Linked DNA regions of Ostrinia nubilalis: region 1 is linked to region 2. A link is a contact called in public Hi-C data. All regions are on one chromosome and are shown on one strand. Each heading gives the region's core, a stretch centred on a gene start, on an enhancer-like site or on the middle of the called end of the contact. The rest is flanking DNA. Distances are from core to core; before and after follow the strand shown.

Region 1 (5,435 bases), core at 198-2,697, 140 kb before region 2:
ACAGATTGTGTATCTAAGTTTTAAAGTGAACCAACATTAAATTCCATGAAATGAATCATTGAATTGAGTGCTTTTCTTGCCTTGACAAAACGTGCCTTTATTCTAGCAGCTAAACAATAACTATCAACTTCAAACAATGTTTTATGCAAACAATTTTTTTTTACTACTATTAAAGCAAACATTTCTACTGTACTTACTGTCCAACCTTGTTGGTCTCTCATTTCTATGTTGACGTTTTCTCCTAGTAATTTTTCAACTACTGCAACAAACCCGCTACCTATGGCACGCATGAGTGGAGTTTGTCCGTACTTATCACCAATATTCAGGATACAACCTTTATCTATTAATCTAGTTATTATGTAATAAATTGTGTCTTTATTTGCGCTACTATTTGAGCAAGCTGCCATAACAGGAGTGACGGAATCTGAAACACATCATTTCTAGAATCAAATATTGTTAGACTTGAATATAAAACAGATATAATTATTTTATATGCAACAATACTTTATTAATTATAAAAACTGAATTTTTATTAATTATCATGTCATCTTTATTTATGAAAGGCTAGCTCCACACTCTCTCTAAATGTCTTTAAAAAGTCTTATATCTGTGCATTTTCTTACCAGCATGTAAGTTAGGGTCAGCGCCTTTTTCTAGTAAGAGATCCACAATTTTGTCCTGTCCGTGGAAGCAGGCGTGCATTAATGGAGTCCATCCACTATCCAACTTTAAGTTCACATTATTGTGCAAATCTGAAATTATTTAGTGTAAAAAATATCAAAAATTGCTGTTTTAAGAGTGTGTTCAAAGAATTCATAATATAAATGGAAATTACATACCACAAGTGACGATTTTCTCCACTTCTTTGACATTCCCATTGATAATAGTGGTTTGTAAGGTATTTTCAATAGTTTTACGTACACTTACTTGTGGCACATGATATTTCTTTGCCTGAAAAATGAGTACAAGTCTAGGTCATGAATGAACCCCTGGATTTACTTACTTCTCAATTTAATCACACAATATCACCCGGTAAGTATGTGATAGATGTTAGGAAATGTGTATTGGAAGTACGGAATATTACAAATCTAATGGCTTTTTAAAGTAAATCATACCATTAAAGTATTTGGACAAATCTTTGAATTAGTAATGTTATTAGAATATTATTATTATACGTGATCGTGCATATTTCGAGCTAGGTACTGTTTCAACAGAATCAGATGAAAGTTAAATGAACAATTCAGTAAAATCAGCAATTTGGTAGACTTGAACGTTACGAACCGGCTTTTCATAGAATCCATAATCATCACTGTCCGAGTCTTCATCCGATAATCCTGCAGGTCTAAAATTTGCCATGATGTTATTCTATTTACTAAAGAAATGGAATTTATATTTTTGAGTTTATTTTCAAACATTCCAGCTTTCTTCAATTTCACTCATCACTGACATGACATTGTCACCAGTGTTGCCAGTCGGGTCTAGTCAGAAATTACCAGAAATATAAAAAAAGTAACCTTTTTGAATCAAAAGTTGTTCATGGATGGAAAATGAATACAATTGATCATCTAAAACCAGTCGTATAAAAACGTTTCATGGATTTGCGTTTTATTATCGAAAAACATTCGCTAAAACTCATTTTTTTTTAACAACTAATAAATCAAATTCAAGTTTAAATGCACTTTAAATTGTCACTATTAATATTTTTTACTGAATAACCTGTAAAGTTAATTCTACAATTTCTGAAAAATCACCTAAAAGTAACCTTTTCATTAGTGTAACCTAAAAGTAACCACAGCAGTTCAAAAGTAACCTAAATGGTTACAAAAGTAACCTTCTGGCAACACTGATTGTCACATTTTGTCACATTTGGTTGTTGTTGACAATTGTCAATTGACAATATCGGTTTAAAAAGGACCAATCACATTCGATTTAGTGAAAAGCCGTCCAATGACGTGCTTGAATTAATTAGACAAATTTTGAACACTGTTGAACACCAATGAAATCAAAGCAGAGCCCCGATTACGGTAACTTTTAACGTCTACAATCCAGACGCGTTTCTGATTCTGCAATACGATTGGTCAAAACAGCTGACGTACGCTGTTGAACGACCAATCGTATCGCAGAATCGAGAAGCGTGTCTGGATTGTTGACGTTAAAAAATACCGTATAGATGACCCACGCTGAACTGTCCCGCCAAACTCAATGACAGGGGGGCGCTACCATCGTTCAACTATATGGTTTCCAACATGGCAAAAATCGGAACCAGCGATCCGGTATTGACGGTGGCGCCCCACTGTCAATGTCATCGATAGGACAGTCCAGTATTTTGGAACTATAATCGGGGCTCAGGCAATTTGACAAGTAGATTCCATAGACAAACTATTGGTGACAACTTGATTTTTTTCACAGAAGTGCAAAGAAAGCGTTGGAACCACAGATATGGATATCTGTGGTTGGAACAGACGAATGTGCTTACATGTTGAACACAAAAGATGGCGCTACTATAATCTCAGTTTGATCAGTTTTTCAACTTTAAAATTGTTTCAACCAGTTTCAACTAAGGTAGATACCAGACTATATTTTTTTCAATGCGTAAGCGTAGCAAAATTTAAAGAGGCTGCTGCTAATGTAAATGCTGGATTAAGTATTAGCCTATTCTAATTCATGGACTTGGTTGAAAAATCCTGAAAATTCTATTGATTTAGATGCACAGCTTCTGAAGCCAGGAAACGTAAACAATTGTTTTATAGCAGACCAAAATTAAAGCCATGTTTATGGCTGTGATATGTGCGGCCAGCTGGCTGAGAAGAGAACATCATGTGACTTTCGTCGGAGAAGCCCTTGGACACTTCCATGGTAGAATCAACAGCCTAATTTTACTGTGCTAACCTGAGCATTTTATATGTTAGCACTTTAGTATGAATTCTCGATAAAATAATTAACTAATATTTTTTTATTAAATACTAAGTAGGTACAGTGGTTCCCAAAGTTGTCTGGGCTACGACTCATCTAATACAAGTTCCCAAACTCGGGATCCACCTTTAAGAAATTTCACCCGCTGCCCAGTGGTTGGATCGGTAGGGTGGTGTGTCGTTAGTCGTTCTACAGGCAGGGCCCACTCAATGTTCGCCGTTCGCTCCACCCATAGTTTGGGAAACCGTGCCTAAATAGGTATTTAATTTAAGTACATTCTGTAACTCATTAAAAGTTTAGTGAACCTACCTACCCACATAGAGCTTACGTTTCTGTATAGCTGCGCTTTACTTACAGGCTTCTAGGATGTACTACTACTTACATGTCGCTACAAACGGTTCCTAAAGGAAAATCTCACATTTCCACTTGTTAAAAAGCCGTTCTTTTTAAAAGCTATTCCCACGACGATGAGCTGCATGCATATCTTATTTATTAGCAAAGCTATTTTAATTCCCAATCAAACTCATCTTGCGAGTGCCAAAAAGCTATTATACAGTGTTGTCGGTGGGTTGGTAGGTACACTTTGTACGGTCTACGGTGGCAAGGCGTCACTTCCGCAAGAACTTCGCTTAACGCTAATTAAAGGGAGGCATTAATTCGAGTGGCCCATTACGAGGCGAGCCAATTTCATTTTCTTGTGAATTAAAGCTGAGTAAAGAAATTTCTAATTACAAAGTGTTTTCTGTTCCGTAAACTGTTAACCATTTTCGTGAAAATGATAAATATAAAATGATCGTCTTAACTATATTGCCTTGTTCTTAGAATTTAATTGTTTACTTACTTACCTATGGAGTCGTAAGGTAGATAAACAAATGGTTATCTTATGTAACAAGCAAAACTTTATTTCCAACCATTAAATTCCTTCATATTTAAGTAGTTAATCAATGTAATCATATTCATCAGCAATTAACAAATTCGACGTCACATAAGCAGAAGAGAGAGAGAGAGTTTGTAGTCCATCCACGACTGTTTTACCTACCTTTTAAAATAAGAAACAATTAAATTTTGTGGCTTTTAACATGATTCTATTAAATACCTAACTACGTTGCTCAAGTTACGTTAATTTATTAGGTACCCAGATATCGTTATTTGTAGTTAATGATGCTCAAAGAAAATAATTCTGGCTGCCACTTAATTTGAAGAACACCGAGTAAGAAGTCTGAAGTGGTGTTGTCGAGCTTGGAAGTCATTCTCCGCGTCGGAAGGTAAGGATAATAGGCAACAGTTCCAATTAGGCGACGAGGGCGTTTGTTAACATTTAATTAACGTCAGGGAGCCATTGTGTCGTCGGCGGGCTCCAGGCCGGCTCCGCTGCTGCGCCTTGATGAGCCACAGTCACACCGTTTCGCATTACAGCCCAATCTGTCGTCTAGCCGCAAACAACAATTGCATTGTTCGTCATACATCGCCGCCCTTGTACCACCTTTTGTATCGGCTTCAGCTTCAGCACAGCAAACGATAGCGAAACTACAATGCCGCAACGCAACGAAGTCCCAGTTGAGTCGTAACGGTAGACGGGGAGATGCTCGCAGGTGTCGCTTGCTAATGATGCGAATATGCCATGGCGCCTCAGGGGCTGACATGGCAAACTCTCATTGGTGCTTCTTCAAACATCCTTCCTCTGCATATACATTTAATAGGCGCCTTTGTGACTTATTCATGCGGAAGCTTTGAGCTGCAATAACAATGCATGAAAAGAAAATTAATAATATTTTCAAAATTTACTCATTGAAGTGTGTTTTTGTCTCTACAAAAGATTGCAGTATCATCAATTTATCAAACGTCTGTGATACCGGTCACTAACAAGGGAAATCTCTGTAGTTGGATCTCTAGGGCGGACACTATCAGTATGAGTGTGCGTTTCGTAAGTAGCGAATATAATTGGATCGTAATTTTTTATTTGGAGTCAAAGAAAACGTTTTCGAATGTAATAAGGATTTTTCTCATAGCGACGCAGAAGGTAAGAGATTTGATTTATAGCAGCGGGCCGGCTGAGCCGCGCTGACCGGCCGCTCGCCGCCCGCCCGGACGCGTTATTAAACTTTTCCCCATATTAAACATTCCGGAGACGAATACATTTTATTGTTGCCTCGGACCGACGTCAGAGGCCCCTACAAAGCGAAACTCAAAGACGGCAATTGCGAAATATATTGAAAGCAATTTGATATTGCGTTGTAAGTAATAGCCGTCAGGGACCCCGCAAGTCTGTGGAAGACATTTTGTATGCAATTTAGAAAACTTTCAACGGGTCATTTGATTGTGGCTTTTTGGTCGGATGCTGGGGTCTGTTGTGGTTAGCTGCTGATTGATGACTTATTGTGATTTACTGGATAGGTGGTTGCTCTGTCGAGCATTTTGCCCTATTTTTCGGCTCACATAAGGACAAAGAAACGTTATGGAAAGTTCGGTATTGGTATTTTATTGTATTTGCTAAGTTAATAAATCTGCTCTACAAAAACGCA
Region 2 (4,933 bases), core at 2,204-4,703:
CTGCTCCTCCGTTACTTAAATGTCATTTTTATCTATACTTATAATAAATCTGTAGAGAGGTCAATTCTGTACATGAAATATATTTTCAAAATAACTATCAGGGGGTGATTACTGATTAGTGATCGATACTATTGCCAAAAATGCAATCAGTAAAATTTTTGTCTGTTTGTCTGTAAGTTCAGAAACAAAAACTACTCGACGGATTTTAACGAAACTTGGTACAATTATTCTTCATACTCCTGGGCAGGTTATAGTATACTTAGGAATTCCCACGGGAACGGGAGTTAGCGGGAAAAAACATTTGTATGAAAAAATCTAAACCGCGTAAGATAGATGAAGGGGGTAAAACGGGATCCACGCGTACGAAGTCGCGGGCGGCCGCTGCCGCTAGTAACTTAATAAAATCTTAGATGGAATGGAAAATATTTTTTAAAATAAATAGAAAACATTTACGTGCAAGTACCTTTTAAGTAATAGCTTTAAACTAATACCAACCTACCTTTTTAGGGTTCCGCAGTCCTGACAAGGAACCCTTATACTTAGTTTCGATATGTCTGTCTGTCTTTCCGAGGTTTTGCTTGGAAACTATTTGCACTGGAGAGAGAGAGCTGTAATTTTGTGGAGGTATGTATGGGTCATTCCATAAAAATCTGTATATTTTCGACGTCATTTTGTCCGTGACTTTTTTAAGATGCTTTTCAATACTTTATAAGTGTAAATTATAGGTTATTAATTAATTATGTTATGTCTAAAAGGGCCAGTCACTTTATGCTTTATTTTAGGAGAAATTATAATTTTCAATTTTTTCATACTACATTACTCCTATATGACTTCTAATAAAGTATAAAACTTATAACCTTTACATTTACAGATAAGTTAATATACATAATGTAGTTGTTTTGTTATTATCACTATATAAAAAACATCATTCCCTAACTAGTAATTTAGTCCCAAGTGCCGTTTAAAGCTAGGGCCTGACGCTCTAGGGACTGACGATTTGGAGTAAAACTTAACACAAATGCAGATTAACTTTATATTATAAGATGCTTAATACGATGTGCCGAAAATAGCCAAAAAACCACACGTAAATACTATTAAATTATATACAATTTCCTATTGTAATCAATAAAGCTACTCAACTAGGGACTGACGAAGTGACTGGATTAACACATGTTTCCCCAACAACTGGCACGTTTGCACTAATTCAAAAAACGGCTACCGCAAAGCCAGTATGGTCTGAGGATAACTTCGTATCGTACTTTAAACTCAACTAAATGTCATTCACTCTAAATACATATTAAAGCGCAAAATTATAAAATCAGTGCGTGGCGAGGGAATGACGCTAAAAGCTGTAGACCATTTTTCAACTAAAGAAAATCAAATTATTGTTTATTGAAACCGCAAAATATTAATAGAATTTGATGTAATATACATTTAAATACATTATTCGTTAATTAAAACAAAGGATAAAGTTGATGTTTTTATAAATGTGGGTCCCAAAACACAAACTTTTGGAGTACGGACATGCCTAGGGAATGACGTTTTGGGTCGTTCAAAAGTAATTTAAGATGTTTTAAAAATAGTTTCAAAAAATATAAATGGGTGATGAATAAAGCACATTGCGAGCTGTTATTTAACAATTTTGGAATAAAATATTAACAAATATTTCATGTGAAATGTGGCGCGGACTAAGAGTTGACATATTTTTGTGGAATGACCCGTATATTAATCACGCCGACAAAACAGTAAAATAAAATTTAGAAAAAATAAATTTTTGGTTAGCTCCCCTACATGTAAAGTAGGGATGATTTTTTTTTTCATCTTCTACCCCATCGAGTGTGGTATTTGATAGGTCTTTTAAAATTTGCAAATTATTAAAGTTAAAAGTGCTAATTTTTGTTCGAGTAGGGTCCCCCCTCCCCCCCCTAAAAACTTTAACGGTTAAGATGCATCAGTTACTTGAGTAATAGTTATTTAACTCATGCCTATTATAAAAATTCTTATCTAGTAAAAATTCCTTAGAAGAAAATATTAAATACACAGCGTAATTACACAGAGCAAATACGTAAGTATCTTAGACGTTAGGAGGCATTGACCTTAAGACGTCTCCATTTAGATTGCAGCTCGAAGTGCATGAACGTTAGCTAGCAGTAACAACTAATTCCCAAGCCGAATTATTTAAAAAAAAAGGCATCAATTTGATAGCTGTCAACAGACGCGCGTCATTTTATAGGGATGACCATAACTTATATCTTGTACATCTCTACTCGATTTATTATATTTTTTTTTTATCGATAACAAAACATTACCATAATTAACGAAAAAAAAAATTCAGCTGCAACGCGACCGGAATGCAAATGAAAATCAGCTGTTTGTTAAATCATACGGATTCCAATTGTTGTTTGTCGAATCGCGGTGTCGTGTTGACAGATAGTTCAAACAAAGTTAATAAACGTATACGAATCGCGGACCGCAACTGCGCCTTTGCGTAAGTACATAAAGCAACTTTATTTCAAACACTTCACGAACATTTGCTGCGTTTTAATAAGTTTTGATGGAAAGTGCATCTACGTACCTACGACATTTCCGTGAACTTTACAGCGATACTGAATAGCACATCTGTGCAAAGAATATTATTTACTCTGACGAGAAGAACGGCGACTCCCTAAAAAAAAACTGGACTTTTCTTAACGCCATCTAGTGAGTGACTTTGGTACTAACTTATTATCATGACATAAAATCAATGACATAAATTATGTCATTGATTTTATGTTCTACCATTATTTTTAATTAATGCAAAAACTTTTCAGAGGTAACTAAGCCCGTCAATAAGATGAAGAAAATGATACTCAAAACAATTAGAAACACATTATTCTCTTTATTAAATGATGTCTCGTGACTTAAACTAAAACACTAGATAAAAAGTCACTGTCTCCAAACTTAAATACCTACTAGAGCACTACTGAGTCTGTATCTCACAATCACACTAGACAATATCTCCAACAGGATGATAAAACATTATTATCACAATAGATAAAGATTAACACGAAAATCTTTGAATAGCCGTTTTTATATTTTGAAAGTTGTGACAAATTAATCACCGACAAACTGACAAATGACTTAAGTGTTGTCGTTTGAGAAAATCCTTATTAGAATTTTTTTTGGATCGGGGAACACACTTAGCAGCCCACCTAATAAAGTCCACGGCGCTGCCTACAAAGTTGCTACAAAGTCGGTCGGGCCTGCATCTGTGGGTCTAGACAAAGTGTACATTATAATCACAAACCATCGAAAAATTGTCGAAAAATTGTATGAATTTATGATGGAATCGATTTTCGATTCGATCAAAAATGTAACTTGTCTTAACTAGTGCTCTAAAGCCAAGAAATTAAAAAAAACTAGTGCCTTCTGTGAACGAGCTGTCAAACTCTCCACCCCGTGGGATCTGTCATTATTTATCTGTGCGTGGGAAATAGTGGGAAAAACAGAACAAAACTTGTTGCCACTTTTTTCGCTAAAAACACGCTATTTATCCGTATTTTGAATTTTATATCCATCTCAAACTTTGTATTAGTAAACTGGAATGCCTACTACCCGAAAGAAAGTGATAAAAACTGTTTATAAAGATGAGGACGATAGTGCCGGGGAGACCGGCGATTTCAGTGATTCTGGTTCGGACGCAAAAATATCAGAGGAGGAGTCTAGTTCAGAAGAAGAAGTGGAAAATGAAGATGTTGCATCATCTGGTGATGAATTTGTAAAGAGTAAAAAACAGCCTACAAAAAAAGTACAACCAAAAATACCAAAAAAGTTTGTAAAAACCCTAATCAATAGAATCAGTCAACAATCCACAGCAGCTAGTGAAAATGAGAACAATGATGTTTCACCTGCTCCCTTTTCTGTCAAAGATTTAACTGATGCTGACAAACTGCTGCCTCCCATATTAAATCTATCTGAAAGTGGTAAGGTTTTTCCTTTTGTCTTTGTGCCTTCATTTCATCCATTTGGTTCTAACATCAAATAATTTAAAATTAGATAGCATCTTTAGGAAAGCTAATACCTATGTATGTTTAATACTGATACATGAGTACTTTTTACAGCCTTGTTAATATTGGTAGTGAAACTTAAAATTATTACTTAGTGTTAAACATTTTAGTCCTAATCCTATTATATTTTACTATATTTGTCCTGATTTTTATCTACATCTTTGTATTTGTCCTGAAGCAGTGGTAGGGTTAATACAGGGACGTGTAAAAGTGCTTTTTAAAAGCCTACTTGCATAAATAAATGTGTTTTTATGAGTTGTTTTATGTATTTTTTTAACAATCAAATATGAGATTGTCATCATTTCCATGGAAGGAATTTAGCATGGGTTTGCTTTCGATGTTTATCTCACTAGATGGGTGCAGATGTGATCTATGGTAAACCGAGCTTACCCAAAAATACACTGGTTGTTACCTTAATGCATTTAAATAGAGTTAGCTGGTTGTGTGAGAATGTCTGGCAGTTCTAAAAAAATTGACCAATAACAACATAACAATGTCATATTACAGATAGTAGTGATGATGAATCTCCTAAGCAATCAAGTAAAAATAATACTGCAAAATCCATATTTTCTGATAATGATCATAATAGTGAAGATGAAGTCAAAACTGAGTACAAAGATGTAAGTATTATTTTATAATTTACCTTGATTTTTTTGTTAAAAACATTTTGATAAAAAGAACTTATTTGTTATATTTCAGGTATGGTCTCACAATAAAGAAGTTGATAGTGAGGAAGTTGCCCGAAAAGCATTTTTGGAATTGGAAAAGCATAAATCCAAAATAGAAGAGACAAAAGCATCTGTAAACAAATATACAGTTAAGCAACAAAAAGAAAATGAGTTCAACGTTCAAGATCTACTAGCTCAAGGCGAGGAAATCATATCTCC

Evidence for each region. Hi-C and Micro-C count contacts between places; a contact is called where the count stands out from the background.
Region 1: a Hi-C map of whole body shows a contact between it and region 2, with 6 times the contacts expected there. The contact joins the promoter of LOC135073235 here to the promoter of LOC135073233 in region 2. A contact is called at or near these places in 3 of 5 Hi-C or Micro-C datasets (whole body and whole larva).

The regions. Positions count from the first base shown.
Region 1 is chr7:9,500,186-9,505,620 of ilOstNubi1.1, reverse strand. LOC135073235 (ankyrin repeat, SAM and basic leucine zipper domain-containing protein 1) reads right to left here and starts at 1,447. Exons shown (of 8, transcript XM_063967341.1): 1 at 1,282-1,447; 2 at 840-951; 3 at 624-752; 4 at 198-424. The coding sequence starts at 1,356.
Region 2 is chr7:9,360,841-9,365,773 of ilOstNubi1.1, reverse strand. It overlaps LOC135073233 (DNA repair protein complementing XP-C cells homolog), which reads left to right and starts at 3,453. Exons shown (of 10, transcript XM_063967339.1): 1 at 3,453-3,962; 2 at 4,554-4,666; 3 at 4,746-4,933. The coding sequence starts at 3,584.